Regions from separate parts of the Zea mays genome. Here region 2 is linked to region 1. Evidence: chromatin contacts called from public Hi-C data. All regions are on one chromosome and are shown on one strand. The core of a region is the stretch at or near the end of the contact, and the rest is flanking DNA. Distances in the headings are between cores, read along the strand shown.

Region 1 (4,913 bases), core at 1,299-3,798:
CACCGTTGATTTTTTTTATTTTTGAAAACTTTGATTCACTTGTCTTAATCAAAATATTTATTTAAAAATATAAAATTTTAAATCAAGCATAAACTACCTTAATCGATAAAACAAATAAAAAAATAAATGATAATTCATTGTTTTGAATATGAGACGAGTTGTTAAAGTTAAAAAAAATCAACGGTATCATATATTTATGAACAGAGTGAGTACTGCTATATTAGTATATATTATTCCGGTGTGTATGGTTTTAGATCTGCTTAAGGCCTGATTTGGTGGTAAGGGATTCCGAGGGAATCCATAAGAAGGAATCCCCTTGTTATTTAAAATTGAATTGTAAGGAGATTTCTCTCCTACAAATCAGCCCTAATTATGTTGATATCGCGATTCGCGCGCGCACACACAACACCGTGCGCGTGTTCCATCATGACTGATGATGATTGCAATAAAGGACGATGATACATGGTACTACGACGTTGGCGATACGGGCGTTGTAGTGGTCGGTTAGTTGCCCAGTCCCGATCTCGATCTTCTCTCGTTTTCCCATCATCGTTTCTGGAAGAAGGCCGTCACTTGTTCCTGAGAAAGAAAAAAGAAAAGAAAAAGGGTGAAATCGGGGGACCGGCCCAGCACTGAAAAAGCACGAAAGGCAAATGAGAAAAAAAGGGAAGTTAATAACAGCGGCAAGAAAAAAAAACCTGGCCGTTTCATATATGCGTGTGTGTACACACTAGGGCATAATCCTCTTCATACCTCTAGAGTCTAGTACGTACCTAACATACGCACCGACCAACCGACCACCGCGCGTATAATTCTGTGTGCATGGTAGCTAGGTGCTGCATATATACGTACAGAACAGGCGAGAGGTCAGCTAAGCTAGCTAAATTTAGGGGCTAAATTTGCGAGCGACCAAACTGATAAAATGAAGTTTTCAGAGGAAACATCGGTGTGCGTGCAATGCAATGCAACGACACACGGAGACCTGGACCAAATGAAGACACGGCCTAGTAGCTAGAATAATCTGCCTTGATCAATCTTAGTTTGCGTAGTTAATTAACTGGTCAAGGAAAACCTACTTATCTTGCTCGAAACCTGGAGGAAGTAAGAAACGGTCGGACCAGCAGTTGCATTGCAGTTGTAGGTAACCAAGACTGACCAGAGAGGGGCTTACACGCACCAAGATACGCGCGGCGCGCGGGAGAACCGGTATTTGTGTGGAAACTTGCGTCGATCGTTGGATCGAGATCCGACGGCTCGGATTTATCAGCAGAGGTTAAGAAAACACGGGCATCCGTTTTCTGTGCCGCATCGCCCATCGGAAGAGACAGGACGATGGAGATTTGTTGGCACCAAACTCGATGGAGAGGCCCCCCAAGGCCCAAGCGCAGCGGACAAGCTTTTATAACTGACCTGCTCGCCTCTCTTTCCTTTCCCTCTCTCTCAGCTAGTCCTCCAAACCCCCACGTACTATACTACGTACGTTATTAACCCCACCTCCCCAGCAGCTAGCATCTCCTCGTCGCTAGCAAAGCAACACCCGAAGGCCTGCGGGCGCGCGGCGTGCGGCCACGCCACCGCGCCATGGGCAACGCTCTGGCGGGCAGGCGGCGCGCGGCCAAGGTGATGACGGTGGACGGCGCCACGTTCCGCTACAAGACCCCCGCGGCGGCGTGCGCGGCGCTGCGCGGCCACCCGGGCCACCAGCTCCTGGAGTCGGAGGAGGTGCGGCGGCTGGGCGTGCGCGCGCGCCCGCTGGACCGCGACGCGCCGCTCAAGCCCGGGAAGCTCTACTTCCTGGTGCAGATCCCCCGCGGCGGCGCCGGGGACGGCGACGACCCGCGCGCGCCGCGCAAGACGTGGTCGGGCGCGCTGCGCGTGGGCGCCCGCGAGCGCCTGGAGGGCCTGATGCTGTCCCGGCGCACCGTCTCGGACGTGTCGTCCATCCTGCCGCCGCCCGCCGCCGCGCGCCTCGCCGCCGCGTCGCCGTCGCCGTCGCCGCCGTCGTCCGTGGAGGTGGGCGCCGACGGCGCGGTGCGGCTGCGCATGCGCCTGCCCAAGGCCGACGTGGCGCGGCTGATGCAGGAGAGCCGGGACCCCGCCGAGGCCGCCGAGCGGATCATGCAGCTGTGCGTGGCCAGGGACCAGGGCGTCGTCGCAGCGCCGCCGCCCTCCGCGCTGATGTCCGGCAAGAACCCGGCGCCGGCGGCGGCTCCAGCGCCGGCGTTGAAGAAAGAGGTGAGTGGGCATGCATGCATGATCCCTTCCCTTGCAACAACAACTCCTCTGATCGAGTTGCAGCTTAAACACACAACTGCAAGGCCACCTATAGAGCTGGTTATAGGGAACAATTAACCAATCATTATCCCGAAGCCGTCCCGTGACACTAGTTGGACTTAGCTAGGAGTAGGACACGGGCAAAACCAAATGCGCAAAGACGACGGCGCATCGCGATCGTGCAACGTACTGTTGCGACGCAAAATCAATAGGAAACTTATGGGCGCTCAGCTCGTTTGGAAATTGGAAGACGACGACAATGGAACGGATCGGATGGGCTGTGGCTTCACTCTCGTGCTCAGCTTTGTTTTTGTAGTAGGTACTCACTGCACTTAACAAATCCAGCGTCGTGCGTGCATGCCAGCCCTCCTTGTACTACATGTCAACTAGATAGCCCAGCGCGTAAGCTTGCTTGCTTGCTAATGGGGTCCACGTCGCATGAGGGCGACCACACGCGTCCGGCTAATCGCCCCTGCATGTGCCTAAGATTCCGCGTCTGTGTTAGACTAACCCCCGTGTCCCCGTCCGAGCCATTGGCAATTTTGCCATTATCATTTGTGGGCTTCGCCAGTATGCCATCGGACCCACAAATCATAGACACAGACGGTCCCACCAGTCATAGACACGGGATGGCATAATAACAGGCAGCCAAATTTGAGAGTGGCAAAACAGCAAATTTCTCGTCCCCGTCCCGTCCGGGCCCCTTGGGATTATCATTCATGTTACGATTGGTGACGAGAGTTCACATGGTCTGGCCCACCCTACCCCCTCCGGCCAGGTGACGTTTTCAGACGTAGGCATGCCATCATCTTCCTCATGTCTTTCATTACTTCTACTGCATGTAATTTTTATTTCACTACGCTTACGAATGGTACATGTATAACGTGGTACGGTGGGGTAAAAGATGAGGCTAGTGTGTGTGGTTGCCAAATAAAAAGACACGTGCACCACTATTTCCAAAGAGATGGGACTGCACATCACGGTGCCTTAAAATAGTGTTTGCTCCTCATCTCCTCTTTGCTTTCCTAGTAATGAAAGGGGCCGCCCTAATAGAGAGTTGGTAGGAGTTATTAGTGAACCCGATTAGTTCAGTCAAATCGCGATAAACAAAACAAATCCTCAAGGGACACGGTCAGTCCTTGCAGCGTTTACTACCTCCTGACGTCGAGCTATATAAGTCGCTATTTAGCAACACGGACAAATTGAAGGACAATCGTGGACTGCAGCTTTGCTTCTTTTTTTTCTTCTTTTTTCTGGTAGCACGACTTTGCTTGGTGTTAGAAAAGGAAGGGAGAGATCGAGTACCGATAATACATAAGATTAGTGATTTGGTTCACGGTCGCAACGCTTTCTTTTCAAGGGAAACCGTTGGTTTGTCAAAGGGCTTTAATTTCCAACGACCCGTCCCGGCCCCAGTCACTCCGACTACACCAAATCAAACGATGCCTTTCTGTGCATCTGTTTACACATGCAAGGCGTCGATCGTGCTTTCTTAGCTTACTGTTAACCTGATTTCACATTCTGGATTTTTTTTCCCTGTCCCCTTGTTGCAGAAGCGAACAAGGTTCAAGGCAGTCCCAGACGAGATCATCGGATGACAAGCGGAAGCCTTGAGATCGAGTACTCCTGTTTTTTTTTTCTCTCTCTTCCCCTGCTTGATCGCTTGTTCATCGGCAAGATGCATGGGTTGCTGGGGTTATCTGGAACATGAGAAGCCGCTCTGGCTTCCTATCTAATCTCCCCAGCAATTCTCATCGCGTCCTAAGTCTTAGGCCAGTCGCCATCTACGTACTTCAGTCTTCGTTCTCTGTTTTCATAGGTATGGAAACGTAGCAGTATAGCACTGTAGTAGTTAATTAGGAAAGCAAAAAAAATGACGAAGAAAAATATGCTAGCAATATGTACCGTACTGGTGTGATATACATGGGGCATGTACAGCCACCTTGATCAGAGGGTCAGTGTGAATGAAACACTGAATCAGAATGTATATATTCTATGTTTGTATATTTATAACTAGCCACGTTTCTTTCTCAGTTTACTCACTGCTTTCCAGTGCGCTTATGGGTGCTATTTACCTTGTCGTACGCATGTGTTTTGTACGCCGCCCCCTTTTGACCGGTGGTGCTTCTGATTCTCCAAACTGCGACGTCAGGTATAAATCTGGCCGCGCCGGTGACGAAAGTTGATGCGCACCACCACCACCAGTCGTCCAGTCCACCACCACGCCGCACTGCTACGCTAGACTGCTACGACGACGCCGACCCGTCGCCACGCGCGCATGTGCGGCGCATGCATGCGACCACACACAAGGCCCGCGACACAATCGCATGTCGCTTTATCCGGCGCGGCGCCGCCTTTCCGCCACGGCCGCCCACGGCTATCGCCGTCCAATCGTTCGATCCTCATCGATCCTGTCTTTTTGGACACAGCGGGTGGTGGTTGGTGGTGGTGGCGCTGCTGCTGGTGCACCAAAGTCGGCAGCAGGCGCCGGCACAAGAAAATGGGGAATATGGCTGGTTCAGCTAATGCGTGATTATATTAAATGTAAGGGCTAGTTTGGAAGCTCAATTTTCTCAAGAGATTCTTATTTTTCCAAGGGAAAATGAACTAATTTCCATTGGGAAAATAAAAATCCCTTG
Region 2 (4,952 bases), core at 345-2,844, 670 kb before region 1:
AATTTTTGTTGTCAATAAGAACTATTCTAGATTTATACAACACCATACCATCCTATTCTCAAAACAACAACGAAGTCTTTTGTGCTGAGCAATTTGGGGGTGGGGTAGGCATCATACTCACAGAACAGGGGCAAAAAAAAACCCCCCACGATCCTGGTCCATAATAGCAACCAATTTTCCCTGCAGAGATGGTTGATCCTGCCATTTGTTTTTCAGGTGAATGTTACTGCTGATCACAGGATTATCTATGGTGCTGATTTGGCAGCATTCCTGCAAACATTTGCAAAGATTGTTGAGGATCCTGAATGCCTCACATTGTAAGGGAAGCTTCATACAAGTTCTCAATTTTTTTTTATTCACAATTGGAAGACAATGCCAATATAGATAATAAAAAGACACTTTTCAATGTTATATCTCCACATACAGATTTTTGTGTACAGTTTATACACTGATCGTTTTCGCTCCGTGTGTTTATCTATTCTTGGAGGGAGACCCTGATTCAAGAAACCATGAATTGTGTAAACACTTTGGGGCATTAATAATGATAGAGGCTGCTTCCTGGTTCCTATATAGATCTTGTTTATGTCTTAACTGGACAATACTAATTGACAGGAAATTCAACAGATCATTTTTTCCTGTTTTGAGTAAAGTTAAAGCAAACGAGCATAGCCTCTCTGGTCGCATCAGATGGACTTTTAGAACGGTACCTAGATTTTTTTTCTGGTTACTTCAACAAGCCTTCACAGTTACAGAACAAAATGATGCAGGATTCCTAAATTACAAGAAGGTAAAAGATGCCAGGCAGGCATATGGTTACGTCCTCTGAGGCGGGCCTGCCTTGGTGAAGAGTGAAGAGAATAGCAAGCAGTTCTCCAGAGTACGTATTGGTGACGTGGTTCCTTCAGGACATGTGGCCGTCGGGGCCGCCTTCTGGGGCTGCCGGCGAGGCCTCGCTGAGGTCGAGGATCTCGACGCGGCGGTTGGTCCGCTTCCTGATCTTGATGGCCACGTCCTGCGGGCTGAAGGCGCCCCACACTACGACCCGGCCGTGCTTCTTGTCGATCAGGTGTTTCTCCAGCTCTGCAAAAAAACCAAAAAGGTTCAGTTCAGAGAAGCTTCACAAACCGAGGTTTCAGCCTTTCAGGCATCACCGCAGATGGGCGGCTAGAGTGTTTACCTCGCATCTGGAGGAGCGCCCTCCTGATCCTCTGGTAGCACCCGTTGCAGTCGATGTTCATCCTCAGGGTCATGCAGTAGGACTGCTGCTGAGAGTAAAGAGCACACGTCACTTAACTGCCTCTCGGAGTTTCAGCTCTCGACAACAATTTTGCTAGGACTGACATAACATGAAACCCTCATGTTGGCACGCACTCACCCTGTAGTCCATGGAGCTCTTCTCCTCCCGGCGGCGGCGGCGACGGTTTCGACTGGCCGGAGGGGAGGAGGTGCAGAGTGTGAAAAAGGCCGCCGCAGGGAGAGCGAGGACCGAGTGCTGTTAAGGGCGGCCAGCAGAGGAAAGGAAGGGATTAGCGTGCGAGGCGCTGCTTGATGCTCGCTTTGGTGTGCTTCGCTTTGCTTGCAGCCGTACTTGACTACTTGTAACTTGTGAGCCTGATCTTTTATGGACGCTTCACTCGAGTGATTCATTCCCGTGTGGGCTCGATCTATGTGCTTTTTGGGAATCAGATTCCGGGGCACAAGCAGCGCAGGCTGGCTTCCATGCAGTGCCCTTTCCGCTTCCACACATCCTTTTTCTACGACTGCTCTGCTGTTCTTCGGCTCGTTGATTCGGAGTTTTGGACCGTGGACCCGCTTATATGCTTTCACATTTTGGTTACTTTTAGATTCATCGACTCCTACGGTAATCGGTATTGCTAGTATTCTGCAAGGTCCCGTGGGAAGGTTATTAGCACTCTTTACATGTTCATTTTAATCTTAATTCATATAGATGGAAGGAGATTGAATGGATTTAAAGTGCTAGTTTGAAAGCAAAGTGTGGACTTGTTCAAACGTCGGGTCACATAAAGGTTGGATCGTTCAAACGTCGGGTCAAGTAAAGATTGGATCGTGTAAATATTGGATCGTTTGATCCGGCTCATGTCCAACTCATGCATAGTATCGAGTTATGTTAGATTAGCCCATGCCTCTATTGAACACGTCGGGTTAGATTTTTTCTAGATTGGGTCGGATTTTTTTAGCTTAGATTAGGTTTGGGATGAACTGTACCTAACCCATGGATGGTTACTGGTCAAACACTAGCATATACCCATACATCGCATTAATCAGATTTGCATTAATCAGTTTTTTTTCGAGCAAGTTCGTTGGATCAGAAGGTCTATGCTCAGATCTAACAAGGAGAGGTAAAGAGAAAAAACCTATCATAAATAATTAAATATCTTATTTAAATAGTATCTCCTAAAATTCCTCACCCCAGGAGATCCCAAAGGATTTAAGTTCACAAACTAACCCAGATGGGAATAACCGTAGTAAGATTCATGTCCACGTGTCCTGTATCGTTCTACGATAAGGCTATAAAACGTTGGAGTGGGGCCTATTTTGTTTTGGATTACAGCTCAAATCTCGACTAAATACAAGCTCGAACTTTTCAGAATACAAAAAGGCACTAAAATTAATCCTAAGTTGCCTTGCAACTTCGAGAGAGTAGTTCTGATTTACATATAGTAATCATAATTAACCCTTCAGGAAAGTTACAGTCCGGGATGTTTCTCCACGTCTCAGGTCAGCACTGATCCAACACCCTACCGAGCTCGAACAAACCAGGACAGACCAATACCTTGGGGCTCCTGGCCTGGTAGGAGAATTAGTGAGGGCACAAAATTGTTGGAAGGGATAGTAAAGCTGTAGACGCAGAATTCTCAATCCACGTCCCATCAATGAATCCTGACACATCCGATGGGACTGAGCCTTTTTCTGCTTCCACACTAAACCTAGGGCAATGCTGTCCTCGATTGGAACCCGTGTCCACGTAATTTTCTCCCCTCTCGGTATGACGCCAATCCAACAAAAAAAATGCCACCAAGGTAGCAAAACGAGGCCATCTCTACCAGGCGAGCATGCTATGTAACAATCGCCTACCTAGCCTTCCACAGCCTATACCTTGGCACGCTTCTGCAATTTACGGAGCATGCTTATACTCGCTTCCTGATCTTCAGGACGAGGCCATGTCTTCACAATTCGAAACAGATCCCTTATGGCAGAAAACTTATCATCGCTCTGTGCACTGACGTGCTTATCGTTGGTCATCTTGTGTCGCTTCCCGTAATTGGCCTCAAATTCACTCGACTTTTCATTCGCTCTTTGAAGCAATTTAGTAGGAATTCCTGAGTATCAAGAGCGAAGACAGCAAATGGGCATGGTATTATGTGTCAACATAACACGGCCCGAGGAAAAAGAGCATTTGAATTCAGAGCAGAAGACATTAAGAAACAAGTGCATTAGCTTGAGAATTACCTGCCAATCGAGCAACATTTACACCATAACTTTTAGGGCAAGCACCAGGTGTTAATCTATAAAGGAAAGTCACTTCTTCCAGACCTCCTACTCCCTCGACCACCTCGCACGCCATATGGCACAGCGATACCTGCGATGTTCAGTATTCATATATGCAGGTTACAACATTGGATAAAGTTGGATTAAGGAACAACAAAAAAGGACAAGGTATGTGTCGATTACCTTGGTATCGTTGTGTTCCATTGCTAACCTATGATAGTGTGTAGAAAACAAGCCTAGACACTGCACCTGATGAACTAGATATTCCAGAACTGAAGCCCTGTTGTAGTAGTAAGGGCGAGTCAGTGATCTCATAGTGAGCATTATTAAAGGTAAATGAGACTACAAGAGAATAAATAGATATCAGAAGTAGGCAGCAACCAATGTTATGACCAGTAATCCAACTTACGCGATAGCTTGTCCATCAGAAGTTGATGTACCCCGTCCAAGCTCATCTAACACCACAAGAGAATTCTTGGTAGCTGATGACTGGAGCAAAAGTTGAACACGGTTGAGAACATACAAAATTAAAAATTAATATAAATCCTCATATCTCCAAGGAAGAACTTACAAGCACTGAGGCAGTCTCCTCGAGCTCCACCAAGAATGTACTTTGGCCAGCCATAATATGATCCCTTGCTCCCATTCGAACGAAGATACGGTCAACAAGAGAAAGCTCAAGTTTTTCTGCAGGAACATCTGCTCCAATCTGGCAAAGAATATGAAATCAGTTGTCATGAACAAGCAATGCTGATATATATACATGATAAAGATGGTGAATTACCTGAGCCAGTATAATGGTAAGACAAACTTGGCGCAAGAGAGTTGATTTACCACCCATATTTGGACCAGTAAGAACAATAAAACTGGCATTCCCTGGACCACCTATCTTAACGTCATTCGGTACAAATGAACCCTTGCCTAAGGAATCACTTCGTAGAATGGGATGTCCAAGATTTCTAGCATGGAAAGTAGGAGTATCGTCTGTGCCATTTGATTCTTTTATAGTTGGACAGCAACTTGGTCCCTCAAAATAACCACTTGCAATAGCAAGACTTGTCAATACATCAAGCTCTGTATGATAAAATCAAAGGAAATATTTAGAATAGAAAATATACCTACACAATGAATGTGGTATACACAGCTACGCGTCTTTGTTAGAAGTACAGCTAGCAGGATAACAATTCTTTACTAGTCATGAATCAACTGTCATACTGGTAATATTAGTTATTAACCAACATCACTGTTACTCAGTCTTGCTTGACAATAAAGATCTCCATATAGTAGGTCGCACAAACATGCCTTTTGGAAGAAAGAAACAGTTGATATATACTTGGCAGATGGTAAGATGGTATGCAAAATTAGCAACTTAGAACATCAAACAAATTCTCAGTACTTTCTTTCAATGAAATAGCAAATCAGGGTACAGTAAAATAATAGAG

The links. Hi-C and Micro-C count contacts between places; a contact is called where the count stands out from the background.
Region 2: a Hi-C map of ear shows a contact between it and region 1, with 2.8 times the contacts expected there. The contact joins the promoter of LOC100275657 here to the promoter of LOC100501866 in region 1. A contact is called at or near these places in 2 of 25 Hi-C or Micro-C datasets (bundle sheath and ear).

Annotation. Positions count from the first base shown.
Region 1 is chr7:113,944,344-113,949,256 of Zm-B73-REFERENCE-NAM-5.0, reverse strand. It overlaps LOC100501866, which reads right to left and starts at 2,548. Exons shown (of 2, transcript NM_001196507.2): 1 at 1,495-2,548; 2 at 295-579. The coding sequence starts at 2,247. The coding sequence ends at 547. LOC107604626 reads left to right here and starts at 1,448. Exons shown (of 2, transcript NM_001323503.1): 1 at 1,448-2,235; 2 at 3,828-4,311. The coding sequence starts at 1,582. The coding sequence ends at 3,872.
Region 2 is chr7:114,612,347-114,617,298 of Zm-B73-REFERENCE-NAM-5.0, reverse strand. It overlaps LOC100275657, which reads right to left and starts at 1,594. Exons shown (of 3, transcript NM_001149692.2): 1 at 1,376-1,594; 2 at 1,178-1,262; 3 at 699-1,080. The coding sequence starts at 1,387. The coding sequence ends at 902. LOC542626 (mismatch binding protein Mus3) reads right to left here. Exons shown (of 21, transcript XM_020541216.2): 16 at 4,295-4,584; 17 at 4,082-4,219; 18 at 3,920-3,999; 19 at 3,694-3,790; 20 at 3,472-3,601; 21 at 2,377-3,341. The coding sequence ends at 3,112. It overlaps LOC100285796 (dihydrolipoyllysine-residue acetyltransferase component of pyruvatedehydrogenase complex), which reads left to right. Exons shown (of 6, transcript NM_001158686.3): 6 at 217-420. The coding sequence ends at 321.